5 separate regions of the Sus scrofa genome follow, and all the other regions are linked to region 1. Evidence: chromatin contacts called from public Hi-C and HiChIP or PLAC-seq data. All regions are on one chromosome and are shown on one strand. Each heading gives the region's core, a stretch centred on a gene start, on an enhancer-like site or on the middle of the called end of the contact. The rest is flanking DNA. Distances are from core to core; before and after follow the strand shown. Region 1 holds the start of BAG1 (BCL2 associated athanogene 1). Region 2 holds the start of APTX (aprataxin). Region 3 holds the start of DNAJA1 (DnaJ heat shock protein family (Hsp40) member A1). Region 4 holds the start of NOL6 (nucleolar protein 6). Region 5 holds the start of SMU1 (DNA replication regulator and spliceosomal factor).

The links. A called contact is a pair of places that touch in the nucleus more often than the background predicts. HiChIP or PLAC-seq counts read pairs in DNA pulled down with a chosen protein or histone mark.
Region 2: a contact with region 1 is called in a Hi-C map of liver, with 1.9 times the contacts expected there. The contact joins the promoter of APTX here to the promoter of BAG1 in region 1. A contact is called at or near these places in 1 of 47 Hi-C or Micro-C datasets (liver) and 1 of 2 datasets of contacts at active chromatin or transcription factors (alveolar macrophages).
Region 3: a contact with region 1 is called in an H3K27ac HiChIP or PLAC-seq map of skeletal muscle. The contact joins the promoter of DNAJA1 here to the promoter of BAG1 in region 1. A contact is called at or near these places in 2 of 47 Hi-C or Micro-C datasets (heart right ventricle and psoas muscle) and 2 of 2 datasets of contacts at active chromatin or transcription factors (alveolar macrophages and skeletal muscle).
Region 4: a contact with region 1 is called in an H3K27ac HiChIP or PLAC-seq map of alveolar macrophages. The contact joins the promoter of NOL6 here to the promoter of BAG1 in region 1. A contact is called at or near these places in 3 of 47 Hi-C or Micro-C datasets (heart right ventricle, liver and skeletal muscle) and 1 of 2 datasets of contacts at active chromatin or transcription factors (alveolar macrophages).
Region 5: a Hi-C map of liver shows a contact between it and region 1, with 8 times the contacts expected there. The contact joins the promoter of SMU1 here to the promoter of BAG1 in region 1. A contact is called at or near these places in 2 of 5 promoter capture datasets (fetal skeletal muscle and liver), 10 of 47 Hi-C or Micro-C datasets (embryonic fibroblasts, fibroblasts, heart right ventricle and 3 more) and 2 of 2 datasets of contacts at active chromatin or transcription factors (alveolar macrophages and skeletal muscle).

What each region holds. Positions count from the first base shown.
Region 1 is chr10:33,224,241-33,230,118 of Sscrofa11.1, forward strand. It overlaps BAG1 (BCL2 associated athanogene 1), which reads left to right and starts at 3,388. Exons shown (of 7, transcript NM_001244791.1): 1 at 3,388-3,786; 2 at 5,311-5,439. The coding sequence starts at 3,618. CHMP5 (charged multivesicular body protein 5) reads right to left here and starts at 2,997. Exons shown (of 8, transcript NM_001244744.1): 1 at 2,900-2,997; 2 at 1,992-2,096; 3 at 558-604; 4 at 1-88. The coding sequence starts at 2,968.
Region 2 is chr10:33,467,816-33,473,693 of Sscrofa11.1, forward strand. APTX (aprataxin) reads left to right here and starts at 2,274. Exons shown (of 9, transcript NM_213734.1): 1 at 2,274-2,292; 2 at 2,295-2,308. The coding sequence starts at 2,274.
Region 3 is chr10:33,442,489-33,448,366 of Sscrofa11.1, forward strand. DNAJA1 (DnaJ heat shock protein family (Hsp40) member A1) reads right to left here and starts at 3,068. Exons shown (of 9, transcript NM_001244163.1): 1 at 2,936-3,068; 2 at 1,741-1,882; 3 at 1,406-1,583. The coding sequence starts at 1,872.
Region 4 is chr10:33,018,943-33,024,820 of Sscrofa11.1, forward strand. It overlaps NOL6 (nucleolar protein 6), which reads left to right and starts at 3,093. Exons shown (of 26, transcript XM_003130678.4): 1 at 3,093-3,280; 2 at 4,741-4,944; 3 at 5,026-5,142. The coding sequence starts at 3,227.
Region 5 is chr10:33,396,241-33,402,118 of Sscrofa11.1, forward strand. SMU1 (DNA replication regulator and spliceosomal factor) reads left to right here and starts at 3,143. Exons shown (of 12, transcript NM_001243898.1): 1 at 3,143-3,205. The coding sequence starts at 3,180.

The DNA of each region.
Region 1 (5,878 bases), core at 2,138-4,637:
CTTGGTGTCCTTCAATGACTGGATGGTGTAATTGGCTTGTTCCATGTTAAATGACTGCTGGGCGAGATTGTCCCGCTGCTGCTCATACCTTTTTGTGGTCAAGTGAGAATGGGAAATGTGAGTCATATAGAAATCCTCAGGAAGAAACATCTCTAACACTAAATAAGAGAATTTTCTTTAAGTGGTATGAAAACCTAAAGGGGAGCTCCCATTGTGGCTCAGCACTAATAAACCCAACTAGTATCCATGAGGATGCCGGTTCAAATCCCTGGCCTTGCTCAGTGGGTTAAGACTCTGGTGTTAGCGTGAGCTGCAGTGTAGGTTGCAGATACGTCGTCTTGGATCTGGTGTTGCTGCAGCTGTGGTGCAGGCTGGCAGGTGCAGCTCAGATTCAACCCCTAGCCTGGGAACCTCCCTATGCAACAGGTGCAGCCTTTAAATAACAAAAAAAAAAAAAAAAAAAAAAAAAAAGAGAGAGAGAGAGAACTAAAGGAATGGAAGACTATTTCCCTTTTGGTAAACCCGCTAAAGGAAAGGAGATTGTGCTAAAAACTTACATCCGCTTTTGCTTTAAAACCCGCAAGGCTTTCTGCTTGACCATATTCTAGGGAGAAAAACAAATTTTAACAGATTTAAAGGAAGTAGAAAACATACATAAGGTAAAATAAATCACCCATATCCTCAACTCACATACTTATTTCCTCTTGCCTTCAAAGCAGTAGACACAGTGGTTCCTGGATTGTTCACCTCCCAAGCAGGTTTAAGCCCCAGCTTGCCTCAGTTTTTGCATCCCACACCTCAGTGTACTGAAGTACATTTCCTTTTCTTCGTGCATATTATCTCTACTCCCAGCCCTAAGAGGGCTGATTCTGTATATCCAGGTGCTTTAGGGAGAGTTCCAATTTGGAGTCTGCTATCCACTCAAACTCAACATGCTCAAATCCCTCAACTTGTTTTCACCTTGGAAATTACTAACAATGGCCCCACCAGTCTCAGTTCTCTAGGTTGAGAACCGTTATATTGACCTTACCACTTGTCTCTTCATGCACTGTCATCTTGTTAGATTTTCAGAACTTGCTTTCATATTGATTCCTCTCATGTCATTCTCATGACTACCACCATGGTTTAGGCTTTCATTTCCTCAAGTCTAGGTGAGCTTTCCTGCCTCTGGTCACTCTTCATTCCATGCCATCCAACTAAGATGGCAGAGAAAATCCTCTTGTCACTTCCTTTTCTATACTTTTTCATAAATCATTTTATTTGTCTTCTCCAATGAAGAAGGAAAAGTAGATAATATTACTTCACAGATTATAATAATCCCTAACATTTACACACAGTATTATATAGGTCACATGAATTACCTCATTTAATCCTCACACTATAAAGTAGATATCATTCCCATTTCACAGAAGGGAAAACTGAGGATCAGTGATGCTAAGCATCTTGCTCTAGTTCAGATGCCTAATAAGTTACAGGGATGGGAAAAAAGAAGGCAGTTCTACATTCACAGTCCATGAACTTAACAGTACTCTGTTTCTACTAACAGAAGAGAAAAATAAGAAATTAAGTAACTTCATCAAGGTCACAGCTAGTAGGTAGTGATGGTATTATTCAGAGAATACTAGTACTTTTCCCCAACATGCCACTCCTTAACCACTCTATTATACTTATCTAACCTGACCAGCCTGGCAACTCATTATTCCTGAGCAGGTCCTGCCTCTCCAGATTTCCCCTTTCTCAGTAGAAGGCCCTAATTCCCATGTACATGCTTCTGGACATGTGATCAGCATCTTTTCTCCACCAGTTCAAACTACAGCCTTCCTCTCATATTTTGCTACAAACTCTCCTCCTCCTCCTCACATGTGTTTTCCCCTTACTAGACTGTGAACGTGTCTTCTGTACCTCTCACCAGCCCCTATCACCAGGCCCTACTTCCACTGGTACTTGAGTTAGGCTGTCACAGCACCTTCTGCAGGTGCTGCCTACCTTACCTTTGCAGGACCCTCTCTCATCTTTTTGATCTGATCCTTATACTTCACTAGCTCAGCATCCAGGCGAGAAATCTTCTTGTCAATGGATTCTGCCCTGCTGTCCACCTTGAGGGAAAAAAAAATATCAAAGGCAGTGGTAGTTATGGCAATACATTTACATGAAAAGTGGCAGGAGAGGAGTGAATAAAGAGGAATTAAAAAAAGGAAAAATAAGAGCATAAAGTGAAAGGTGAAAACAGATATTTCTAATGGTGGGGAGGAAGATACCCGGTCAGAAACACTGGTGGGGCTTTTATAAACTATACCCCAGATTGTAATATTCCAGAGTTGCCCTCAAGTGTATTTGAGCAGAAAAATAATTTGAGAACCCCTCGTCTGAGTTGAGATTTCTCTAGAATCAGAGACTAGTCCAGCTGGGGGCTCAATCAGGAAATAGGCCAGTGCCCAGTGGATCCAGGCTATGGCTGTAGATCTATTTGCTTCAATAGAAAGTGGTGGCTTAACATAAGAGGCCAGGGTTCTGAATTTTGTGTTACTGAGATTCAGAATGTTGAGGTAGGATATCAAACCGAGGATGGGGACGTGAGAGAGGGATGAGCGATGGTAGAGGAATTAGGGGTCGACTGGACGAGGTGGGAAGAGTGTGTGAACCAGTGAGGGGATAAAGAGTGAGTGGACGCGGGCTTCAGAAGGGGTGGGGCACGAGTAGGGCGAGACAGCGATGGCTTAGGGGGTCCCTGATTTGTGGCGTCACGAATGACCTGGGTAACAAGAACCAAAGTGGGGTGGCGAGAGCTGAGGTGTAATGAGCCCGGGCCCCGGAATGGAGTGGAGGAGTAGAAGCCTTGGGTGGGCGGGGTCGAAGTGTCAGAGTCCCTGAGCCTAGTTATGTGTGGTAAAGTGCCCACCGTGCCAATGCAGTCGGTCAAGCTGGGCGGCGGAGCCTTGGGTTTCGCTTTCCCGAAGAATCGGTTCATCTTGAACAGCCGCAAAGAGAACCTAAACACTGGAGCAAAACCAGAAACGGAAGCAGAGTCACCTCCGCCTCCGACTTGACTTCCGGACCCTGGCGCAAGCGCAATGTGCCTATTGGCGTTTCCCGATCCTTTTTCCGGATCTTCAACTGGGCCTTCCGGGGAAGGAGAGCGGCTGGAGGTAAGAGGTGAGGGACGCACATTCAGCAGGGGGCGTGGCTTCAATGGCGGTCGTGGGCGTGGCCCCAGAGGAGCCAGGCGGAGCCTCGCTGAGTGGGTGGGGCCTGGGGGCGGCTTCCTCGGAACAGAGCCCGCAGAAGCCAGCTGGGCTGCTCTGAGGGGCGGGGCCGGCGGGCCCGGGCGAGGCGGGGAAGGGGACCCGCGGGGTGGCAGGACGCCAAGCTAGGTTCCCACCGCTGGGAGGACAACAAACGCGGGTCTGGCGGAGAGCGGCGGCGCTCGGAGACCGCGAGGCGACCGGGAGCGGCTGGGCCCCCGGCGGCGCGCCCCTCGGCCGGGCCGGGAGCCGCGTCAGTCGGTGCCCCCAGCCGAACGCGGTTCGCCTCCCTCCGAGCGATCAGCTGTCCGGAGTGTGACCAGAGGGCATGCGGGATCCACCAGAGGTGCCGCCGCCTGCTCTCGCAGGCCGCGGATGAAGAAGAAAGCGCGGCCTCGCTCGGCCGGGAGCGAAGAGGTGACCCGGAACGAAGAGGTGTCCCGGAGCGAAGAGGTGGTCCGAAGCGAAGAGGCGGCCCTGAGTGAAGAGGTGGCCCGGAGCGAGGAAATGGCGGCAGCAGGGCTCAGCGTGACCGTCACCCACAGTGAGCGCGGGCTGCGGTGGGCTTGATCCCGGGCTACGAGAGTCCGTCGGGGTCTGTGGGTTAGGCTATGTGCCCTCTCGAAGTGTGTGTCCTTGTGTTTGGTGTCGGGACGCATGGGATCTTGTCTGGCCATGGGGCCGGCTTTTGTACGGGTCTTGTTTCGGCACACCTTTCCATGTGGCTGGTGTATTTTATCTCAGAGCGTTTTTAAGATCCACGATGTCAGTGCTTCACGTCGTGGGTTGTGGTCCTTATGTGTGTTACAAGTGTGGGCCTGCGTAGTTGTTGGTCTTTATGCCAGGCTTGAATTTGGCCATGTTGCTTCTGATTGCTATGTGTAACTCCTATCTACTGTTTGAGTTCGTTGGGTTCAGGCATACACTCTGGGCACCCTTTGGGTCTGCTTACTGTTGGAGTTGACACAGAGCTAGACAAGATAGTTCTCTAGAGAGCTGAGTTCATGGGGTTTCTTCAGGACCAACTGGTAGAGACCTCAAGGCTTCAGAATCTGTAGACCAGGATTCTAAATTCTGCAGGTTTGAGTGACCTTGGAATAGCTCCTTTCTAGGCAGCTCTTTCTTCTATGTGAAGTAGAATTAGTAACACCTGTCCTGCTGACTTCATGCGGCTGTCGAGCAGACTTAAGTGTTGGCATAATGAGCTGGACACAGGCTACCTCCTTACTGTCCACATACCCAGAAAGGAATCTTCCAAAAAGAAGTTTTCTGCTGTTTCAGTTTATTCACTCATTTGTCTGTTTATTGGGCACCAGCCATGTATGTGACCAGGTGCCCAGTGGGAGAAAGCTGAAGAAGAAACATTACAGCAAAGGAGACATAGTTCCTGACTAGTACAACACAGAGTAGAGGACAGAAAGGCCACAGGAGAGAGATGGCTTGTGAAGAAAAGCACAGATCTGGAATTAGACAGATCTGAGGTCAAGTACTGACTCTAGAGTTTGGTCTCATTAGACAGGTCTTAACTGGACTGAACTCAGTTTGCTTATCTAGCTGTGAAATGGGGAATAATAGGACCTATTTCATGGGGTTGTTCTGATGATTAAGATTGCATAAAATGAGTCTAGTCAGCTGCTTATGAATGTTAAGTGCTTAAAATATTAGCTGATTATCACTGATACTGTTAGTTACTATAATAAGGAAACAAAAATACTTGAGCAGACCTTGAAGGCTGGGTAAATAAACTGTCAGCCTATATTGATTTGTGTGAAAGAGTTTTCTTTTTTCTTTTTGTCTTTTTTAGGGCCGAACCTGCAGCATATGGAGGTTCCCAGGCTCAGGGTCGAATCAAAGCTGCAACTGCTGGCCTATGCCACAGCTACAGCAACGCCAGGTCTGAGCCAGTTCTGCAACCTACACCACAGCTCACGACCTACACCACAGGTCATGGCAACTTAGGATCCTTAACCCATTGAGCAAGGCCTCATGGGAACTAGTCAGATTCACTTCCGCTGAGCCATGACTCCTGAAAGAATTTTCTTCATCTAAACCTTCTCTATCTCCCCAGGCAATGAGAAGCATGATCTTCAGGTTATCCCACAAGAGGGCTGTAGTGAACCAATTGTCCAAGACCTGGCCCAGGTTGTTGAAGAGGCCACAGGGGTCCCACTGCCTTTTCAGAAACTCATATTTAAGGGTAGGTATTTCTTTTCCAGCTTTGAGCCCTTACAGCCAAAGGACCTATTTAAAACTTCTTAAGCTTACCTAATAGTGATTCTTAGTTTTCAAACTGGGACAGTTCTTATGTGCTTGTTCATTCATTCATTCCTTCAACAAATTTTTATTGAGGACCTACCATGTACTGAATACTTGCAAACATGTGTCCCCATTCAGCTACATGAGAGTGGCAGAAATATTACCACTTTTGATGAAGCACATGGGCAGTCTTTCTTGGGTAACTTAGAGCCTCTTCCCATTGTGTGTTCTTATGGCACTCCCTACCACTTCTTCATAACTTGTATTGCATTTTGTTTTGTTTTTTTTCTTTTTTATGGCTACACCTGCGGCATATGGAAGTTCCTGAACCAGGGGTCGAATCCGAGCTGCAGCTGTGGCCTACGCCACAGTCATGGCAA
Region 2 (5,878 bases), core at 1,024-3,523, 240 kb after region 1:
GGTGGAAATGATGCAGCTGCTATGGGTTGTTCCTTGAAATATTAGAAACAGAATTACCTTATGAACCAGCAATCTCACTTTGGGGTATAGATCCAAAAGAACTGGAGGCAAGCTCTCAAAGAGATATTTGTACAACCATGTTCATAGCATTATTCCTAGTAGCCAAAAGTTGGAAGCAGAAGGATAAAATGTGGTGTATACATGCAGCAGAATGTTTTTGAGCCCTGAAAAAGAGAGAAGTTTTGACACTTTACAAGTAAATGAACCTTGACATTATGCTGAATGAAATAAGCCAGTCACAAAAAAAACAATTACTGTATGATTTCAGTTACATGAGATACCTGGAGTGGTCAAACTTATGGAAACTGAAAGTAGAATGGTGGCTGCCAGGGGCTGGGGGAAGAGGAAATGAGTTGAGTTTCGGTTTTGCGAGTTTAAAAGGTTCTGGAGGTAGATTTCATTACAATGTGAATATGCTTTTTTCTCTTTCTTTTTCAGCCGCACCTGCTGCACATGGAAGTTACTGGGCCAGAGATCGAATCTGAGCCAGAGCCGTGATCTACACCACAGATGTGGCAATGCTGGATCCTTAATTCACTGCAACACAATGGGAACTCCTAATGTGAATATACTTAACAAATTGAACTTTATACTTAAAAATGGTTAAGCTGCTAAGTTTTATGTTATGCATGTTTTGTCACAGTTGAAAATTGAGAAAAATTTAACTTGGGAAAAAGAAAAACAAAACAAAACACCAAAGCCCTGAGCAAATCAACAAAACACACTTATCACAGCATATGGTTTGAAGCCTTTACCTCCTACCAGTGAATCTCAAATTTAACCATGTATTAGGATATCCTGGTGGGCTTTGGTAAACAGATTGCTGGACCCGCCCCCCCCCGAGTTTCTGAATCAGCCTGAGGTGAGAACTGAGAATCTGCATTTCTAACAGCTTCCCAAGCATTTAGAGGCCACTGCTACTGTCATAAGGATAATACTTTGAGAACTACTGCACTAGATAATACCACAGACTTACTCTCTATTAATTTCTATATTTATGTTTGTGATAAATCTTTAGTTCTGGAGTCCTTGAAAATTTTAAGTGTCCACCATGCCCTTAAGCCATGCATTATGCCCTGTGATCCTTCTTCTTGGACCAGTAATTTGCTATGGACAAAGGGCTAGAGCTAATAGGCTGGGCAACAAATCTCTACCCAATTCTGCACAATATATGGTGAATTAATCCAATTCAGTTGTGACTGTGACACACAAAGGCAGGTCAGGTAGAAGCAGAGGCTAAAAGAAGCTTAATTCTGAGGGAGCCCCAAAAACTGGTCACGTCACCAGAGTAGGCTCTCTTTAACCTCGAGCATTGTGAACCACATTCCACAGCCATGAGGCCTGTGTGGCCACTTAGATGCTTCCTGTGCTCCCCACTTTCCGGGGTGGCCCTAATAAAAACCTGCATCTTCTTTGCTAACAAGGGCAAGTCTCTCTTCTGTGTTTCCTGGAAGATCCTCCTGCTATATCTTGATAGCTTCGATATCTCCATCATACCTTTGAGCGTCCGCTTTCCTAGGTAAGGAAGCAACATTCCGAACGAGATAGGGATTTTTTTCATTTGCCAGAATGCCTTTGAATAATTGTAATATAAGACTCTGGGAACATCCTGGAATTGCGATAAAAATCGGAAAATATTTCATTCCAAAGATCCTGATTTTCTCCTCTGCCCCTCAGCCAATTCATTTAGTGAAAAGAGCATTAAAAAAAAAATCTTTAATATTAAAAAAAAAAATCTTTGCAGGTTTCCCCGCCTCTAGCCCCTCCAGTCCTATCTCTTCCAGGAAAGGAGAAAGCAGACTGTAGCTTTGAAAGGGGGTGAGAGAATAACGCAGGTAATTTGTATAGCGGAAAAGTCGCGGGCTTTTCCTTACGAAAAGAATGCCAAGAGGCTGCACAGCTGCCTAGACACGGCCACCGAGAGGACAGCTGCCTGGTCTCTGCCAATTCAGAAACCAAGAGGTGGTGACAGAAGTGCGGCTCTCGGGTAGAAAGATGCGGAGAGAGCCCGTTTTCAGTGGGATAACTGCCAGGAGCGTCCAAATTCGGACAGCGGCCCACTAAGCAATGAAGTGGGGCGGGCACTTCCCTAACCGGGCATCGGGCGAGACCCTCTCAGCCAATCTTGGGACAGACGATGGTAACGTCACTGGTTGCACTCCAGCCTGTCTCGCGACGTCATTCCTCAGCGCCGGAAGTTGTGCGTCATGGAGGAGTAACGTGAGCTTATCCCCTCTGCTGTCTCGAGGTAAGGCAGTTGTTGGCCTACCTCCTCCGCTACCCTGCTGGCCGGATTGAAAGCCGTGGATGTGGGCCTCAGGTTGGTCCCCTACTGCCCCTGAGTGACGTTCTCACGGCTTCTGTCGGCAGGTGTTGCTTCATTCTAGGGCTTTGGGTGTCCCATTTCTCTCCTGCTGTGTTTTGGCGGCTTTCACGTTGGTTTCGTCACACAGCGTTCTTTCTCTTGTGCCCATCACTTGTGTCAGTCGGAACACAAGCAGAGGAAAGATTAGAGAGTGGGCACTGTCCAACCCAAGGAGGCGGCTCAGCCTGTCAGGACGGATGTTTTCCCCAGAAACGCTCCCTGAAAGGAACTTGAGGGCCCTTCACAGCGCCCTCGACAGGCCTTATAGGAAGGTCAGAAGATGCAAGCCTTTTCTCACAGACTAGTGAGTGACTGTGGTTCAAGAAAACAAGGATGTAGGAGTTCATGTTATGGCGCAGTGGTTAACGAATCCGACTAGGAACCATGAGGTCGCGGGTCGATCCCTGATCTTGCTCAGTGGGTTAAGGACCCGGCGTTGCCATGAGCTGTGGTGTAGGTCGCAGACGCTGCTTGGATCTGGTGTTGCTGTGGTTCTGGCGTAGGCCGATGGCTACAGCTCCAATTGGACCTCTACCCTGGGAACCTCCATATGCGCGGGAGCGGCCCTAGAATAAGCCAAAAAGACAAAAGAAAGAAGAAAACAAGGATATAATTTCCATATGGAATTAAATGTGGTCCAGATTTGGGGCCTTTTGGTTTATATTGGATATCACTAGAACGTTTGAGACAGGCTTCTTCCTATGGGGAGACGAAACAGATTTGTGCCCTTTCACCTTAGTTGCAGTCAGTGCTGTGGATGGTCATTTCCTTAGCTCCGCTTTCATCCTACCTCCACTGTTAACAAGAGTGATACTAGTGTTGAATCCGTGTTTTTTGCCAGATGCTGAACTTTTTACATCTTAATTTAGCCCTTGTGACAATGCCATGGTGTAGAGCAATAATTAATATCATTTTACAGCTGAAGAAGTAAAGACAGCGTAGATAACTGACCTCAAGTCACATGGTGAGTAAGGTGGAGGAGGCAAGATTTGAACTCTAGCAGTTGGACTTCGGAGGCTTGGATGTTATCCACTGTTTTATATCAGTTTTCTTCAGCTTATTAAGCTCCCATACACCTTACTCTGTAACTATTTACTATGTTAGGGAGAAAATTGAGGTTATTACACGTGCTCCTCAAATTTCTGCCCCTCCTTTCCCTTCACACAAAGTAATCTAGATTTATACTTACGTTTACCTTTCCTTAAGTGTCATAGGATGAGCTGTGTCCTGATCAAAGCAGATTTCTTTATCTTTGCTTCTGACCTTTCTTTTATACTTGTGAGACCTTTTCTGCCCATATCTATGTCCCAGTGGTGTATAAACAAGGTCAGGTTTCTCAGATCCTTTCCCCCTCAATCCCAGCCAGAAAGAAAGAAGTGATCCATTTTCTTTTAGCTCTCATCCAGTAACTCTTTCCCCCTTTTTATCCAAACTTTTGAAGGAGTATTCTAAATTCTGTTTCCAACTCCTTACCTTGGTTTCCTGCAGTGTAGCTTTCAGACCTATCCTTCCCCTGATATTTTCCCTGGGGTGGATTACCTAGGCAGATAGATGTTTTTCAGTTGATTACTGGATCCCTTTGTTGCTTTTGAAACTTGTTAATATTTCTCCTGATTGCTTTTTTTTCTTTGTTGTTGTTGTTGTTGCTATTTCTTGGGCCGCTCCCGCGGCATATGGAAGTTCCCAGGCCAGGGGTTGAATCGGAGCTGTAGCCACCAGCCTACGCCAGAGCCATAGCAACGCGGGATCCGAGCCGCGTCTGCAACCTACACCACAGCTCATGGCGACACCGGGTCCTTAACCCACTGAGCAAGGGCAGGGACCGAACCCGCAACCTCATGGTTCCTAGTCGGATTCCTTAACCACTACGCCACGACGGGAACTCCTCTCCTGATTGCTTTTTACGGCGATATACCAGCTCCTTTATTCAGCATTTCTGTACGCTTTATTGCAGTACAGAGATGAACAAGTTAGAGTGCTTTCTCTTAAAGAGCTTACGTTCTAGCTGATTCTCATGTGCTTTTCTAACCAGTCATTTCTCCCGTGAATAGTCCTTTTTTTTTCTTTTTTTTTTTTGGTCTTTTCGCCTTTTCTAGGGCCTGTTCCTCTGGCATATGAAGGTTCCCAGGCTAAGGATCTAATCAGAGCTGTAGATGCCGGCCTACGCCAGAGCCACAGCAACAGCAACACCAGATCCAAGCCAAGTTTGCGACCTACACCACAGCTCACGGCAACACTGGATCCTTAACCCACTGAGCAAGGCCAGGGATCAAACCCGCAACCTCATGGTTCTTAATTGGATACGTTAACCACTGCGCCATGATGGGAACTCCTTTTTCTTTCCCTCCCCTTTCCAGTGGATAGTCTTTTTCTTTGCCTAAAGTGTTGGGGGTTTCCAAGGCTTGTGATTCTAGCCACTGCTCTTTTCATTTGCTACACACTGCCTGAATGAGCATATTAACTGACTTTTTTTTTTTTTTTTTTTTTTTCTTTTTCGGACCGAATATTCAGCGTATGGAAATTCCCGGCTAGGGGTCAATTTGGAGCTATGGAAATTCCCCTGCTAGGGGTCAGTTTGGAGCTACAGCTGCTGCCTACACCACGCCCACAGCAACTCGGAATCCAAGCTGCTTCTGTGACCTACACCACACCTCATGGCAACCCCAGATCCCCAACCCACAGAGCAACGTGAGGGATCGAACCCTCATTCTCATGGATACTAGTCAGATTCGTTTCCGCTGCGCCAAAAGGGCAACTCCCAACTGGCTTGGTTTTAACTCCCTCCTGCATGTTCCCAAATCAAAATACCAGCTTAGACTACTCTTCTGAGTTTCATGTTCACCTCTAACTATACCGTGCTGGATAGCTTTGCCTGGAAGTTCCACAGACCATTCACATTCCACATTTCCCTGAACTTTTAGCACATCCATCACTAAGTCTTTTACTCCCTAAATATTTCTCAAATCCGCTCTTTTTCTCTGTCTCTATTATTGGCCTTTAAACCTTATCATCGCTCATTTGAAATATGATTGCCTTCTAACTAGTTTCCCCATCTCTAGTCCTATTCCCCACATACATGTTCTCCACACTAACTACTCTCCCTTAAATGATCTTTGAAAACAAACCTGAGTCAAAGTCCTGCTTAATAATATTTTAAAATCTGTCTGTTCATTCATCCAGTCTTTTCCTACTCATTTATTCATCAAATATGTATTGTTTACTAAACAAATAGAACTTCTAAAGTTTAGAACTTCCAAAGTTTGAGCTTCTCAGCCAGTCACACAGCGCTGTGCTTCATCTGGACCCACCTGCAACTCTGACCTCTTTTCCGCCTCATACTTTAGGTTGCAGCCAACCCCGAACTGCTCTTCATGCTCACCGTGCTATTTCTTCGTGCATTGCCCTTGCTGTTCCCTTTGACTATAATCTCTCTGATTCCTTTCTCCACTTCCT
Region 3 (5,878 bases), core at 1,818-4,317, 220 kb after region 1:
AAATCACCCCAACTGCTCTTCTGTCCCAACACATTCTATGACTCCTTCACTTACTATGGTATTTAGTGAAATTACATCATCCAAAAAGTCTTCACACACTAAGTTCCAAAAACTCATCAAGTTCAGCCAGGAAAGCTGATGTATTTATCCTGTCTCCATATAGGAGTATCGATCCAGAAATGCGCATTTACTGCTGAGCCAGCACTAACTGTTTAAAGGCTAGATTTCTCATTCTTTACCATAGTGCAGTCCAATAAAACTTTCTGCAGTGACGGAGATGTTTTATATCTTGTGCTATACAACAGTAGCCAGAAATCACACATGGTTGTAGAGCATATAAATATGGCTACTGCAGACTAAATAACTGAATTTTTATTTTTAAGATAATCTAAATTTGATGCAGCCAGTGGCTACAAAGGAGTGACATATCTCATCTAGGAATGAGAACTAGAAGATGGCGATCATATAAGGACAGAGGCTACAGAATGTACCTGCCAATGGTTAATAAGTTTCTAACTAGTGATTCTTCCTTCCACAAGGACTTTATCCACCATGAAATACTGCCTTACGTCTAAGTGGGAGAAATTCTCAAACTATCTGATCGACATGAAAAGTAAAGTACCATTACCTTCCTCTTCTAGACCCACCTTTGGCTTCTGTATCACAAATATAATTCTATGTGATTAATTCAGGCATGGTAACAGCTGCCCTTAATTCAGCTTTGTATGTTTCAGAATATAAGAAATAAAGCTTCTAAAATTTAAGGAAAACTTTCGAATTATCACACTTAAAAAATAACCTTTCATTGATCTAATACACACAAAGAAGAGTTTGCCAATCAATTGATTTTGACTGGAAATTGTTTTAAGGTAAGTTTCTTAATATGGCACGTATTTTAGTACAATACAACTGAAGGTAGATTAAACAGAGACCAAGCTTTTTGAAGGCAATGAACCTGTGTTCCAATCCAGACTCTGATGCTGGCTATATGTGACCCTGACAAATATTTAGGATTCTGAACTGTAACTCCCTTCGACTGGGTGTTATTCACTTTTGACTACATCCACTATTGGGGTTGAGGAGTAGGTGTGTAAGTTCTGAAAATCAAAACATATAAAAAGGGTTTTGAAAATTTTATGCTCCTGTAACTTTATTCATTTAATGCTTGACAACTTCAACAAAGTCCTATGTATCTGAAGAGCTTTAGAAACACTCATTTGTTAGCACCCTATTGGCTATTTTTAGTTTCATCCAAACTCATTTTAAAAAACTATCATAAAATGTTTACAGTCAGCTTGCAACATTACACTAACATGTGAACAAGCATTTAATAATATGTGAATTCTCAAGAATTCGCTTTAACCAAATTGGCTAATTTGCTATATGTGGACTAAGTCATTCTTACCTCTCCTTTCTCTCTGCATCCTTCCTCCTCCTCCAAAAAACATATCAAAGATATCCATGGGGGAGCCAAAACCACCACCTGCTCCACCTTCTTTAATTGCCTGTTCTCCTCCTTTATCATATAATTCCCTTTTCTTTGCATCAGAGAGCACTTCGTAAGCTTGAGAAATCTGTTTAAACTGTGTGAGAAAAAAGGGGATAAATTTCACCAAAAAAACTCAACTGTCACAAAGCACAGCCACTGTATTAGACATACTCAATTTCATGTTGTAATGGAAATACCATACACCTGGCAAGAACTACCCAGTTATGTTAAAGTGTGAGTATGGTACTCGCCTTCTCTCCTTCATTTGGATTCTTATCAGGGTGGTACTTCAAGGCCAGTTTCCTGTAAGCCTTTTTCAATTCTTCTTGGGTGGCATTGGGTTTGACCCCCAAAACATCATAGTAAGTGGTTTCTTTCACCATTTTCTACAGCCTGAAATAAAAAAGTTCAATTTTAACTACTTTCAACTGGTAGTTTTAATTAGTAAAAATCAAGAGTTTAGGCAAAGAAATTTGTTCTTTGCCAAATCTGATCATAAGAACATCACCTTCCCTAAATTTCACAGAGACGGTAACAAGTCCTTTGATAATTCAGCCATTAAATTCTAACAGACTAAATATAAGCTAATAATTATCAGGGAATAATTAAGAAACCTCCCATACTACTTTGTTCCCACTTTCCACCTGAAAACCTCCATCTCGATTCTTCCTGTCTCCCCTCCCCATTAATGACAGGGCAGTAAAGACAAGACGCACTAATAGGTTCAGTCCACTGTCATTATCATCTTTGGTAAATCTGATAAACCATACACTTCCTAGAAAAGACGTCTGGGCACAAGGCGGGGAGGAAGCTCCAGAAAGCAAGCTCCCCTCCCCCTCAATCCTGAGACTGTTTCTCAATCACAGGACCTACAGCTTCTCTGCTTTGAACGCCGAACCCCTCTTGCCCCACAAGCCAGCATAGCTTACATGTTCTTAGGTTTCCCCCTGCACTTAGCGCCGAGCGTTGGGCTTCCTTCCTTTCTTCCTCCGACTCAGGAGCGAAGGGGTGGGAGAAGCCCAACCCTCAACAAAGAGAAGGAGGGGAGACCGGAGATGCGAAAACCGCAGCCTCCGCCAAGCTCCTCCCGCAGCCCCTCGCCCCTGGCTCCTCCTGCGCGTGCGCGCAGAATCGCCCCCACCCCCACCCCACCCCCAGCGAGGGCGGGCGGAGGGAAACCCGGAGGCGGCAGATCCTTGGAGACCCCCGGCTAGATAGGCGAGGGGAAAGCTTCTGGAACGGTATCGGGCCCAGCCGTTGCGCACCAGCAAGGGCTGCCGGGACACCCCCATCAATTCTACAGAAAGGGAATCGAGGATACAGGAACCGACAGCCCCGCAGCCCACGCGGAGCCAACCGCCACTTGACCGCGGCTCCATCCCAGTTCCCGGAGCCGCTAATGGCGCAGGCCTGGGGACCAGAGGAAGCGTGAAAGCAGAAACTCACCGGTGAGCGGGCCGAGGCCGATGTGGGGGAGCGGGAAGGAGCGCGTTTCTGTGCGCAGCTCGGGCAGCCGCCGCTCCTCCGCCTCTCACCGAGCGTTCTGGAAAGTTCCGCCCGGCGCGCCGCAACCGTCGTCTTTTGTAGCCGAGTCGCGGCGCGTCACCCGCCGGAAGTCCCACCCCCTCCGGCTGCTGCCACCGCCCCGCGGTTACCTGGGCAACGGCGCGGGGGTGCTCGGAGTGGGAGGGACTCAGCTGAAGGGCCTTGTGGGGGTGGGCTCAAGACTGGGTTCCTGCAGCTCGTAGAACTTTCTGGATCCCCTTCCTCCACCCAGCGGGCCCTAAAGTCTGGAAGTCTTGGGCGGGAACAGGGATTTGCCCAGTAGCGCTGCGATTCCGTTCCGGGCCAACTCAGGATTCACAATCAGGAGAGCCGCCGCCACCGCCGCTTGCTAGAGCTCGGAGAGCTGGGGAACAGGGACGCTGGCCGGGGCGGTGTGCGGTACAGGAATCTCTCAGAACAAAGCCTTGCCGCACCTGCTCTCCGCCGGCGCGTTTGACACCGCTTTTGGCGTCTCTAACCGGTTTAGTTTCTTAGACCTGAGGTTCTGGGAAGCCATGGAGCATGAACTTCTGATCAAGACGGTTGTGGGCTCCTGAACAGTCTCAGGCCTTGGATCTTGCTTTTTTTAACGCGCTGTCCAAAGCCTCGTAATTCACTGAACTGCGAAGTTGGAAGAACCCTCCGTGCAAGTTTTGGCCCCTGTACACACGATATATACTTTGGGCCTTGTAATACGTTGTGCTCAGGCAGCTCTAAACAGGGAAACGTTTGGAATACTTTGGTGCAAACCCAGGGCCTTGGAACCTCTCAGGCCAGGCATTCACCTGGTTTGGCTAGCCTAGGCACAGTAACACCAAGAGTGGCAAACTTTTTTTTTTTAAATAAATGTTATTAGAGTTGACTTATAAACATGTTTCAGGTGTCATCAGTTCACTTGAAATCAGTATATCAGTTATACATATAGCCATTCCTCATCAGATTCTTTTCCTACATAGATTATTACACGGATGGTTTTAATTATTGGACCTAACAATTAAGTTCTACCAGTCTGTGAGTCTGAATCTGTAGTTTGCAAAATGAGTCCTTGGGGCTTTCAGATGTTGAGCCTGGGGCATAATGGCAAATGTGGTCTGTTTTCTTTATTTAATAACAAAACATTGGAGTATCTAGCATCGGAGAAGATGTAAAGTTGAATAAGCTCTGTACACATTTTAGTAGGGAGACGAGAAGTGAACTAACTATAAGGGAAGTGGAAGATAGAGTTCAGCGAGGAAAGATCTTGTATGTTCACTTGATGGAACAGAGAAAGCTCCTTTGGGAAAGTGGCAGTTGAGCTGAGTTTTGAAAGAAGAGGAGTATTCCCAGAAAAGGACAAAGTGCAAGGGAACCTAAGGTTAAGGTGTGAAAGAATATGATGCTTTTAGGAAATTGCAGTTATTTGACTATAGCCAGAGCTAAGAGCTGGAGTGACAGGAGGTGAGGCCTCAGAGGTAGTTGGAGAGCACCTGTTGGTGTATCTTACTCAACTAAGGATTTTGAACTTTACCCTGGAGTTATCCCCAAGCTTATCACCTCAGCCTTATCTCTTTAAGTTGTCACTATCTGCATTTTCCCAAATGCACTTTTTCACCTGTTTTTGCTTGTGCTCCAGCTGACAAACCCTTAACATTTCCAATCTTAGGTGTTGCCATCTCAGATATCACCTCAGGTATAAAGGGCTTTGTTTTGTTTAATCAGCAGTTACTAAAAGTTTAGTACTGGAGTTCCCATTGTGGTTCACCAGGTTAAGAACCCAGCTGGTATCCTTGAGGATGTGGATACATCCCAGGGGACACCTCTCAATGGGTTAAGGATCAGCATTGCTGTGAGCTGTGGTGGCAATTGCAGATTGCTGTGGCTGTGGTGTAGGCTGGCAGCTGCAGCTCCAATTCAACCCCTAGCCTGGGAACTTCCATATGCCTCAGGTACTAACCCCCCCCCCCCACAAAAAAAAGAAAAAATAAAAGTCTAATATTGCCAGGCAGTGAACTAGGGCTTGATAATATAAAAATCACCTAAATTCTTGTCCTGCCCTCAAGGATGAATGCCAATGTTAAGCATATGAGGTAAACATCAGTATGGTGTATATTAAATCACATCAACCAAGATTTTCCACAGTGAATGTTACCATGCTTAGTGTTTCTTAAATGTTACCATGTTTAGTGTTTCTTTTTGCCTGAGGAACCCAAGTGAAATTCATACAAGTATTAGAAAGATGAAAGTGTGATACAAACATGAAGATAGCTTAGAACTAATAACTTATCACTCCAATGGCAAAGTTAGGTGATGCTTAGTTGTCTTAAAAAACATTATTAGAAGTTCCTGCTGGAGTTCCTGTCGTGGTGCATTGGAAACGAATCCGACTAGAAACCATGAGGTTTGGGGTTCTATCCCTGACCTAACTTAGTGGGTTAATGACCTGGCGTTGCCCTGAGCCATGGTGTAGGTCACAGACACAGCTTGGATCCTGTGTTGCTGTGGCTGTGGTGTAGGCTGGCAGCTGTAGCTCTGATTTGACCCCTAATCTGGGAGCCTCCATATGCCTCTGGTGCAGCCCTAAAAAAGCAAACAAACAAACAAACAAATTCCTGCTGTGGCACAGTGGGTTAAGAATTTGACTACAGTGGCTCAGGTCACTGTGGAGGCTAGGGTTCAATCCTCCACAGCTCAGCAAAATGGGTTAAAGTCTGTTGTTGCTGTAGCTGTCGTGTAGGTCACAACTGCAGCTTGGATTTGATCCCTGGCTGGGGAACTTCCATATGCTGAGGGTATGCTACAAGGGAACTCCCTTAAAAAGAATTCTTATTTACATAAAATACAAAAAGATTAGCAGTAATTTAGAAT
Region 4 (5,878 bases), core at 1,843-4,342, 210 kb before region 1:
CTCCCAGCCTCTGAGGTGCTCTTAAGAAAGAGCCATTCATTCATTCAACATATATTTATTGAGTACCTTCTATGTGACAGGCCCAGTGCTAAATGCCAAGGATACAGTAGTGAATGATGTCCCCCCCAAAAAGGAATAAAAAATAGAACAGGAGTTCTCGTCGTGGTGCAGTGGTTAACGAATCCGACTAGGAACCATGAGGTTGTGGGTTCGATCACTGGCCTTGCTCAATGGGTTAAGGATCCGGTGTTGCTGTGAGCTGTGGTGTAGGTCGAAGACAAGGCTCAGATCCTGTGTTTTGTGGCTCTGGGGTAGGCCGGCGGCTACAGCTCCAATTAGACCTCTAGCCTGGGAACCTCTATATGCCTCATGAAGCGGCCCTAGAAAAAAAGGCAAAAATACCAGGAAAAAAAAAAAAAGCATAAAACTGGAATTATCTTGTGGTTCGGCAGTTTAAGGGTCTGGTATTATTACTGCAGTGGCTTGGGTCACTGCTGTGGCACAGGTTTGATCCCTGGCCTGAGAACTTCTACATGCTGTGGGCATACTCCCCCACCCAAAAAGGATGAAAAATAAAGTAGTGAATGAGACGGAAATGATTAGTTCCTGCCTTCATGGAGTTTATGTTCCTAGCTAGTTGAGACAGAAACACACAAAAATAAGTAATTAGTAGACAATATTGTTGCAAGTTTTGGTGAGTATTAATGAAGATGATTGGGGAGGGCTACCACTGAAACTGTTGGGGTGGATGCAATTTTATTTATTTGCTTTTTTTTTTTTTTTTGTCTATCTTTCTAGGGCCGTACCCGCGGCACATGGACATTCCCAGGCTAGGGGTCAAATCAGAGCCTACGATGGAGCCACAGCAATACAGGATCCAAGGTGCGTCTGCGACCTACACCATGGCTCACACCAACACTGGATCCTTAACCCACTGAGTGAGGCCAGGGATCGAACCCACAAACTCATGGTTCCTAGTCAGATTCGTTAACCACTGAGCCATGACGGGAACTCCTTTTCTTTCTTTCTTTTTTTTTCTTCTGTCTTTTTTGGGCCACACTGGTGGCAAGTGGAAGCTCCTAGGCTAGGAGTCGAATAGAGCTGCAGCTGCAGGCCTACACCACAGCCACAGCAATGCCAGATCCACGCTTCATCTGCAACTGTATCACAGCTCATGGCAATGCCAGATCCTTAACCCCACTGAGTGAGGCCAGGGATTGAACCTGCATCCTCATGGATACTAGTTGTTTGTTACCACTGAGCCACAATGGGCACTCCTATTTGCAATTTTAAATGAAGGCAGGGTCAGAAGAAACCACTTGAGGTTATGTTTAAATAAACAGAGGAACCAGCCTATGAAATGTTAAAGCAAGAGCATTATTCCAGGTTTCTGACTTGTGATCCTCATGTCTTATTTATCTTTATCCTTGACACTGAGCACAGAGCCTGGCATTTAAGGGTCATCAGATGTGGAGTGAGTGGTTGACTGATCTCTCACCTCTGTGGTCTTCCTTAAATTTCAACTGTGGTTATTCCTCTTCTTGGCTAACTCAAACTCAAATCATGCTTCAAGACTTAGTACAAGTCCCATCTCTTCCAGGAAAGCTTCCTTAACAATCAAAACACTCTACAGTTATAAAGAAGGAAGTCCTGCCATTTGTGACAACATGATGAACATTGAGGGCATCATGCTAAGTGAAAGAAGTCAGAGAGAGACAAATACAAGTATTGTAGTATTGCATATGTGGAATTCAGAAAAACTAAACCCAGGGTTTCCATTGTGGCTCAGCAGGTTAAGAACTGGTCTGTGAGGTCCATCTCTGGCCTCGCTGGTTGAATTAAAGATCCAGCATTGCTGCAAGCTGTGGCCTAAACTGAAAATGCAGCTCAGATCCCAGGTTGCTGTGGCCGTGGTCTATGCTGGTGGCTGTGGCTCCCATTCGACCTCTAGCCTGGGAACTTCCATATGCCACAGGTGTGGCCATAAATAACCAAAAAAGCTAAACCCATAAAAAGAGAAATTGGATTGGTAGTTGCCAGGGCCTGGAAGGTGGAAGAAATGAGATGTTGGTTAAAGGGTACAAACTTCCAGTAAATGAGGACAAACTTCTAAGTATCTAATGTACAGCATGGCTCTGCAAAATAGTAAAACATAAGTACACAAAGACAAAGCAAATTTGGCATTTATTAATACTAGGTTATGATGGGTAGGTGAAGAGTATATGGATGGTCATCATATTCAGCAAATTTGGAAAATGTAATAGAGAAAAGCTATTACAATAAACCAGGCACAAGACGTGCGAACTGGACTAAACTTGGCAGTAAAAACAGAGGAGTTCCCTTGTGGTTCAGCGGGTTAAACATCCGGCGTTTTCACTATAGCAACTGGGAGTAACTGCTATGGCAGGGATTCCATCCCTGGCCTGGGAACTTGCACATACTTCTGGTACGGCCAGAATAAATTTCTTTAAAAAACAAAGAGACAAGAGTGAGTAAATTCAAGGTATATTTTAGCGGTAGAACAGATAAGACTGGTTAACTGGGAGTTCCCGTCCTGGCTCAGTGGTTAACGAATCCGACTAGGAACTATGAGGTTAAGGGTTCCATCCCTGGCCTCGCTTAGTGGGTTAAAAATCCGGTGTTGCCGTGAGTTGCGGTGTAGGTCGCAGATGCGGCTCGGATCCCGCGTTGCTGTGGCTCTGGCATAGGCCGGAGGCTACAGCTCCGATTAGATCCCTAGCCTGGGAAGCGGCCCTAGAAAAGGCAAAAAGACAAAAAAAAAAAAAAAAAAAAAAAAAAAAAAAGGTTAAATGGTAAATGAAAAAAGAAGAGGAATCACCGGGGTAAATAAACAAACGCTCACCACAGAAACTCAAACCAGCCCCGCCCTTACCCTTTAGACCCAAGTGCAGGAAGTGAGGGAAAGGAAGCTGCGCCAAGCGTCAGGCAGGCTTCCGGTCTGGCGTCGCAAAGAAGCCGGAAATCGGAGAACCCTGTTTGGCCCCTCCCCCATAGTGGGCGGTCTTGGAGAGTGACAGAGCCCAATGGCGAGCGAGTCGATGGGCACTCACCCAATGGCTCTGGAGCTGGGCGGAGTCCTGCGCCACGAGGCTTGCTGACAATCGTGCCAGCATTTCTGCCCGTGCTTGGGCATTTCTGCCAACGTGGGAAGAAGTTGTAGAGCAAGCGGAATTTAAACCCAAAGTGCCAGCAGGATACCAGAAGGATGGGGCCCGCACCTGCGGGAGCGCAGCATCGCGGAACTGCTGAGGAGCCGGAGGTGGGAGAACCATCTGGGAGGAAGGAATGCAACATGGGGAGGGGGGAACGGCAGAGCCTGATAGCTCGCCAACAAGGGGCACTAGGGCGGTACCTTCTGGAGGAGCCCCATTCCCCCAATGTTTCCAGCCCGGGGTACCGAGACAGGGCTTGGTAAGGGAGATGGATAGAAGCACTAAAGCCTATTGAGCTTCTCTCTTCCCTAGCTCTACACCTTGAAATTGAAGTGGCCCCAGCCCCCACCCCACCACACCCCACTCCACTCCACTCCGCAGCTTGGATCATTTCCCTGACCAGGTCCTCCTTGATGCTGGGTGGGATCTAGTTCTGGGCTCCCCACATGGTGGCGCTCCTAGAGCGCTCCAGTAAGGCTCTTCCGGGTGTGGGAACCTGGAGGGGGGCGGGGCCCGCTGTAGGGGAGAAGGTTTAGGATCCCTCAGATCAGGGTTTGAAGCCTTCTCACAGTATAGGCATACCAACTGTGGAAGCTCTCGGGGCTTCGTTCTAGCGTTTTCAGTTAGGATTGTTGTGAGAATTGGATGATTTACTGTATATCCTTCAAAACCAGTAGGCTCTTTCCATTACTGAGCACTTAATGTATCCTGAAGTCTGTTGTTGTCAGGGCTTGCATGCTGTCGTGGTGTGTGTGTGTGTGACCTGGCAGGGTTTAGATAGAGTAAGAGTGGAGATGGCATTTGCAAAGTCCTAGGACTAACCCAGCAGCAGAAGCAGCTCCTTATACTTGAAAGCACAGGAGCTTAGGCATTGCATTGGGCAGGGTACAGCCAGCTACCACTCCTATCAGCTCCAAGCAGAGCTCCATGCTTGTGCTGTCAAGTATACGGGGAACCCTCAACTCAAGGAGTTTTTGGTCTAGAGCTCAGTAAACTTCTTCTCCTTCCTCTTCTGCCACAATGTGATATGGGATCTCAGTTCCCAGACCAGGGATTGAACCAGGCCACAGTGGTGAAAGTGCTAAGTCCTGACCACTAGATGACCAGGGAACTCCCCAAGAGCTCAGTCATATTCTTTTTTTTTTTTAAGGGCTGCACCCGTAGCATATGGAGCTTCCCAGGCTAGGGGTCTAATCAGAGCTATAGCTGCTGCCCTACACCACAGCCACAGCAACACCAGATCTGAGCTGCAACTGTGACCTGCACCACAGCTCACAGCAACACTGGATCCTTAACCCACTGAGCGAGGCCAGGGATCAAACCTGCAACCTCATGGTTCCTATTCAGATTCGTTTCCACTGCACCACAATGGGAACTCCAGTTATATTCTTTTAAGTGAAAATTATTCTGTTTTACACATTCTAACTTCTATTCAAAGGAGAGACCAGGAGCAGATGAAGTTTTTACCCACATCATCTTTTACCCACATTGTACCATGGTGGCCTGTCAGGCATGGGTACTAGGTATCTATGATCTCACCCTGGCTTCTCCCTCTCACTGACCACAGATGATGGAGTCAGCTCTCGAAGGCCCAGTCAAGGAGGGGAAAAGGGATTCCTCAAAGAAGCGTCCAGTGGCTGGGTCTCCAGTGGGTCTTCTGCAGCCAGTGAAACTCAGCCGGGCAGAACTGTACAAGGAGCCTACCAATGAGGAGCTGAATCGCCTTCGGGAGACTGAAAGTCTGTTCCATTCCAGCTTGCTCCGATTACAGGTACTGAGTGGCTGGGGCATGGGTTAGAGGGGCAGGCTTGAGCCTCTGAGGCTGAAGTACTCTCCCTGCCCCTTCTTATAGGTAGAGGAGCTACTAAAGGAAGTGAGGCTATCAGAGAAGAAGAAGGAGCGGATTGATGCTTTCCTACGGGAGGTCAACCAGCGAATCATGAGGGTGCCCCCAACCTCTGAGACAGAGGTAAGGCAGGTAGTGAGGGGAACTGGAAATTCCAGAAGATGTCCTTGGAGGCCTTGCTATTCTAGGGTGCTGGAAGCTTATTCTCACTGTCTGGAGGCTCAGCTGCGAATGCAGTCAATCATGTGTTCGTTCATTGATTTAGCAAACACTGTGTGCCTTGCAGTAGTTATATTCTTAGGACACATCAGTGAACAACGCAGCCTATGTTGTAGTGTTGGACTTAATGGACGATAGATAGTGAACATGACAAGGCAGTGTTAGAAGGTGGTAAACATTATGGAAAAGGGAGGGGAAGAACAAGGGACGGGGACTCTGGTACATTCTTTGCAATGAATGAGGGTGGAAGGAGGTGAGTTCAGAAAGATAAGGGAGGAAGGGGCTCATCATGCAAGGCATTGTGCACCAAAATAAGGACTTCTACTGTTGCTGTGGATAAGATGGGGAACAATTGCAGGGTTCATTTTTGTTTTTGTTTCCCTTTTTTTTGTAAAATGATGATGTGATCTAACTTCAGTATTAAAAAGTTCACTCAAGGGAGTTTCCATTATGGCTCAGCGAGTTACAAATCTGACTAGTACCATGAGGACATGGGTTTGATCCCTGGCCTCGCTCAGTGGGTTAAGGATCTGGTGTTGCCACGAGCTGTCGTGTAGGTTGCAGACACAGCTTGGATCCAGTGTTGCTGTGGCTGTGGTGTAGGCTGGCAGCTGTTGCTCTGATTTGACCCCTAGCCTGG
Region 5 (5,878 bases), core at 1,893-4,392, 170 kb after region 1:
ATCGGAGCCACAGCTTTGACCTATGCCACAACTGTGGCAATGCTGGATCTTTAACCCACTCTGCCAGGCATGGGATCAAACCTGAGCCTCAGCAGTGACCCAAGTTGCTACAGAGACAATGCTGGATCTTAACCCACTGCATCATAGGGAGAACTCTGAGAAACCCCTCTTTTGACTCTACAGCCAGGACCACATTGCTCTCTAAAGATAGCAGTCTTGCTCTTTGGAATTTACAAGAAAGCATATTTTGTTCAAAGTTGGAAAAGATGGCTTTCATTCAGATGGGTATACAAAAAAGATGAAGGCCCTCTGCATGAAGGCCCTGCTCTGGAGTAGGAAGTAGGAGTTAAAAAAGTGGAGGTTGAGCAATCCCACTCTTGGGCATATATCCGGACAAAACTCTACTTAAAAGAGACACATGCACCTGCATGTTCATTGCAGCACTATTCACAATAGCCAGGACATGGAAACAACCCAAATGTCCACCCACAGATTATTGGATTAGGAAGATGTGGTATATATACACAATGGAATACTACTCAGCCATAAAAAAGAATGACATAATGCCATTTGCAGCAACATGGATGGAACTAGTGACTCTCATACTGAGTGAAATGAGTCAGAAAGATAAAGACAAATACCTTATGATATCACTTATAACTAGAATCTAATATCCAGCACAAATGAACATCTCCACAGAAAAGAAAATCATGGACTTGGAAAATAGACTTGTGACTGCCTGACGGGAGAGGGAGGGAATGGGAAGGATCTGGAGCTTGGGGTTATCAGATACAACTTAGAATAGATTTACAAGGAGATCCTGCTGAGTAGCATTGAGAACTATGTTTAGATACTCATACTGCAACAGAACAAAGGGTGGGGAAAGAAATATATACATGTAAGGATAACTTGATCCCCTTGCTGTACAGTGGGAAAAAATAAATTAAAAAAATAAAAAATTAAAAAAAAGTGGAGGTTGAGTTAGAAGAACTCTGAGTCATGTCTTGCCATGAGCAGGTAGAATTATGCGATAATTTTTCTCTAGACTTTGCCTTGTTATCATGTTCGATAAAATGGGTCTAACCTAAGAGAAAGGGACAAACAGTTGCCCAATTTTAGCACCTAAATATTGACCTTGCCTTCTACTTCCTTTGCCCATCTTATTGGGGATCTCTCTCCCATACACCTCTCCTTTTTAAACTATCTGGACACCTGTTAGCCTAGTTTACAATGGCAGCTTTCCTGTGGTTGGCCTGCCCTCTGCTGGATTAAGGAGACGAATTGCAGAGACATGCACTTCTGGGAAGGGCCAGCTTTCTGGAAAGGGGACGTGATCAGGAGACTGGATTTCCCTTGGGGTCACTCTAGGCTGTTTATTAACCAGAAATTAGGTCTAGGAGGCTGTGACCCAGCTCTTGAGTGTGCAGTGTATTCATCTTCCTTTTAGAGGTTAGAAATTGTCTGTGTTGTGTGCCTGTTTGAGGTTCTTTATCCATGTACAGGTGGAGAGATGTGAGAGACCTCATTTGTCTAGTGATAAAAATGAAATATTCTAGGAGTTCCCATTGTGGTGCAGCAGAAATGAATCTGACTAGCATCCATGAGGATGCAGGTTCAATCCCTGGCCTTGCTCAGTGGGTTAAGGAGCTAGTGTTGCTGTGGCATAGGCCGGCAGCTACAGCTCTGATTCAACCCCTAGTCTGGGACTCTCCATATGCTGTGGCTGCAGCCCCCCCCACCCCAAAAAGACAAAAACAAAATAAACCAAAAAATGAAATATCCTAGACAAGTTGATATTTAGCAATTGTCACAGTTTATCAAATTGCTAATAAGGGATCAGCAAGGTAATAAAGCTTATGCTTTGGGTATGGGAATGATATGGAAATTGATGGGTTATATAGTTGGGATACAGAAGATTTACATAAGCAACTAGTTTAGTGGGGGAAGAAACTTCCTAACTAGGTAAAGAGTGCAGTTTGATTATATAAAGTAACAAATGTCATAGTCAAATCTGCTGTTACAGAGGAAACATGGATGAGGATAGTTTGTGATGCTGAGCATTGGCTGTCAATCAGAGATTAAAAGTCAGGAGTTCCCTGGTGGCTCAGTGGGTTAAGGATCTGGTGTTGTCACTGCTGTTACAGATCCCCCTGGGGTTCAGTTCCTGGCCCTGAGAATTTCACATGCTGTGGGAATGGCTTAAAAATACAAATTTTACAACACAGATTTCTTACCATTGTGCTGCAAATATTTTTTTAAAAATTACAAAGGATGGCAAAAAAATATTTAAAAAAATAACCTACATGAAATTCATTAATATCTCTACTTTTCACTTGTCTCTGCTAATTTAATTACGTATGGCTTAAAGTCTATTAAAAGAAGTCGCAAATCTCCTTTTACATATTTGTATTTGCCTTCGTCGTTTTTCTTGTAATTGCATCACTGTTGTGAAACCATTTTCAAGTAAATACTTAGTTGGAAATGCTACAAGTAATCTAGCTCTTTCGAAGAAGTGAATATGCAAATCCCTAAGGCCCAAACTTAATCAGATTAATTTAAATGTGTTTTGGCTTTAAAATCTTTCATTTATTCACTTAAACTTAATGAACTCTTCTACAAATGTTGCTAACTGGGCCACTGGTTTCCAATGTCTTAATCTCCCAGAGATGTATTGTAAATCCAACTCTTTTTTTATTGGCTACATTCATGGCGTATGGAAGTTCCAGAACCAGGGACTGATTCCGAGCCGCAGCTGTAACCTATGCTCTGCGCTAGTTTTGAACCCATGCCTCCTCAGCAACCTGAACTGCAGCAGTCAGGTTCTCAACCCACTGCGCCACAGCGGGAACTCCCAATCCAACTATACCTTTAAATCTAGTCAACTAATTAAAAAGTAAACCAAAAAAGAAAAATTTTAAAACCAGTCCTTTAAGGATAACTTCCCCTCCAAGAAAAAGAAAGGATTCTATAGGAGCCGGTGCCTATGTTCCAACTCTCGACAGAAGAGTTGAAGCTCCGCCCCTCACGTACTCCACGCCCCTCTTCCGTACAGACCGCGCCCAGAGCCTGCGTCTGACGTCGAGCGGAAGTGACGTATAGGGGCCGCCGGAGGTGTCGTTGGTGCGTTGCGCGGCTGGGCCTTAGAGTGGAGTGAGGCCTGCGCTCAGGAAGCTAGAGCCATGTCGATCGAAATCGAGTCCTCGGAGTGAGTCCTGCAGTGGGAATGTTACCGAAGTGGCCGGGGCCGGGAGGCAGAGGGTTGCGGGGGTGGGAGTGGGAGGTGGTGGAAGCTGCTCGGGGGAGGCGTCCGAGAGGCTGGGGAGCGGAGGGGCATTTCCTTTCCTATAAAGAAGCTTTTGGGATCTGGCTACCTTGGAGGTGGACCTACAGAGAGGTAGCAGATGAGAAGCCCAAAGCCCTGTGGAAGGTGGCGCGGGGCTGGGGGAAGGAGACTCCTGGAAAACCTGAATTCTAGCCCTCGCCAACTTCTGCTGTACCTTGTAACTGAGCAAATTAGCCATCCTATTTGGATTCCGGTCTATCAGCACAAGGGGGCTGGGCTCGACGCCATCCATCTCTTCCCGTCCCCATCGAACACCGTGGTGGTTTCCTCCCTGTGCGTGCACCGTCCTTTGCTTTCTTCTGCACAGCTTTTGGTATCGTCACCGTTTTTCTGCCCATCCTACTAACCTGTATAGCTCCTAGGGACTCGTTTGCATTATAGTCCCAATTCCCAGCCCATCGTAAAGGCTCAATAATTGCTTTTAGAATGAATGAACGACTATTTTATCAGGTTCTGTCTGGCGCTGAATTTTATTTAGCGTGTGAGCTCTGTAGTCACAAAGGAGGGACAGAATTTGGAGATTGGGCAAGGAGAATGATAAATTTGGGAGAGAGGGGGACTAACGAATGATTGAAGAAAGTCTTCAGTAAACTTCTCCAGGACTCCATCCTCCACCTTGTTCTTGCCAACGCTTAGTAGTTAAGTCAGCAGACAACATTTGTGTCCTGAGTGTAAAGGAGAGGACTTGTCCTGAAGATCTGCCATAGGAGGAAGGGAGGTTTATTCATTTAGCAAATACTGAGATCTACTGTGTATATTTGTTCTAGCCCCTGGGACTGTAGTAGTGAACGAAACAGACAATAACCCTTGCTCTTAGGGAAAGTACATTGTGATGGGGAAGGCAGACAGCAGACAAAATCAGTAAGTAAGATAGCTTAGCAGATGGCTGTAAGTGTTGTGGAGAAAAATAAAGCAAAGATGGACAGTGAAGACAGTTATGGCAGGAGTTGGAAAGGAATCCACCCTTTGGGGCCTGAATAAAATCGGGCACTGACCATCCTCCCAGCCTTGGCTGCAGCATGTTTTTGTGATCAGTAATTGCTGCTATTTACTAAGTATTCTCTATGCTAGTTACACTATGTGTTGTAGTCAATCCCTTTGATCAATCCTACAGGGTAGGTATTTTTCTTAACAGATGAGGAAACAGGCAAAGAGATGTTAATTGACTTGTCTGCAAGTCACAGTTAGTGAAAGAACTCTGATTGAAATCCCAGCCTATCTCCAAAGCTTTTAGCTCTTTGTGTATTACATTGTGTTTGAAGGAAGTGAATTTGATTTTGGTTATATCAAATTTGAGTTCTTTGCAAGGATGGAGTCTCATATTAGGAGTGTAAGTGGAAGTGTCCTATGGAAGCCAGGGATTGAACCCGAGCCACAGCAGTGGCAACCCCAAATCCTTAGGCCATCAGGGAACTCCTGCAGGAACTGTTTTTAAGAGGGTATTTGGGGAGTTCCCGCTGTGGTACAACAGGATTGACATTGTCTCTGCAGCACCAGGACACAGGTTCAGTCTCCATCACAGTGGGTTAAAGGATCCCATTGCCATAGGTCACAGCTGCAGCTCCGATCTGATCCCTGATCTACAAACTCCATATGGCTCAGGGCCGCCAAAAATGATAAAAAAAAAAAAAAAAAAGGTGTTTGCTTTCCTGTCTGGGATGATGCTACCTGCCACACTGCCAGTTTGAATCTTTTTTTTTTTCCATTTACCTCTGTTACTTGGTCACATCCTCACGTAAAATGGACATAAGAGTAATGCCATCTTTATAGGTTTTTGTTTTGTTTTTTGCCTTTTGTGCTTTTAGGGCCCCAACAGCAGCAGCATTTGGAGGTTCCCAGGCTAGGGGTCTAATTGGAGCTACAGCTGCCAGCCTATACCACAGCCACAGCAACACCAGATCCGAGCTGCATCTGCGATCTACACCACAGCTCACGGCAACGCCGGATCATTAACCCACTGAGCAAGGCCAGGGATCGAACCTGCAACCTCCCGGATTCGTTTCCACTGTGCCATGACGGGAACTCTGGGTTTGTTTGTTTGTTTGTTTTTTTAAAGGCAGTACCTGTGACATATGGACATTCCTGGGCCGGGGATTGAATCCGAGCTGCAGCTGTGGCAACGCTGGATCCTTTAACCCACTGCACCAGGCCAGTGCTGCTGAAACAACCTGAGCTGCTGCAGTTGGATTCTTTTTTTTTTTTTTTTTCCTTTTTAGGGTGGAACCTGAGGCATATGGAAGTTCCCATGCTAGGGTCAAATTGGAGCTGTAGCCACCAGCCTACACCACAGCCACAGCCATGCCGGATCTGCGCCAAGTCTGTGACCTACACCATAGTCACAGCAACGCCAGATCTCCCACCCACTGATTGAGGCCAGAGATCTAACCTGCATCCTCATGAATACTAGTTGGGTTCGATTCCTCTGAGCCATGCTGGAACTCCTGCAGTTGTATTCTTAATCCACTGCACCACAGCAGGAACTCCCTCATAGGGTTGTTTTGAGGGTAAATGAATCCAAAATGCTTAGAATAGTCC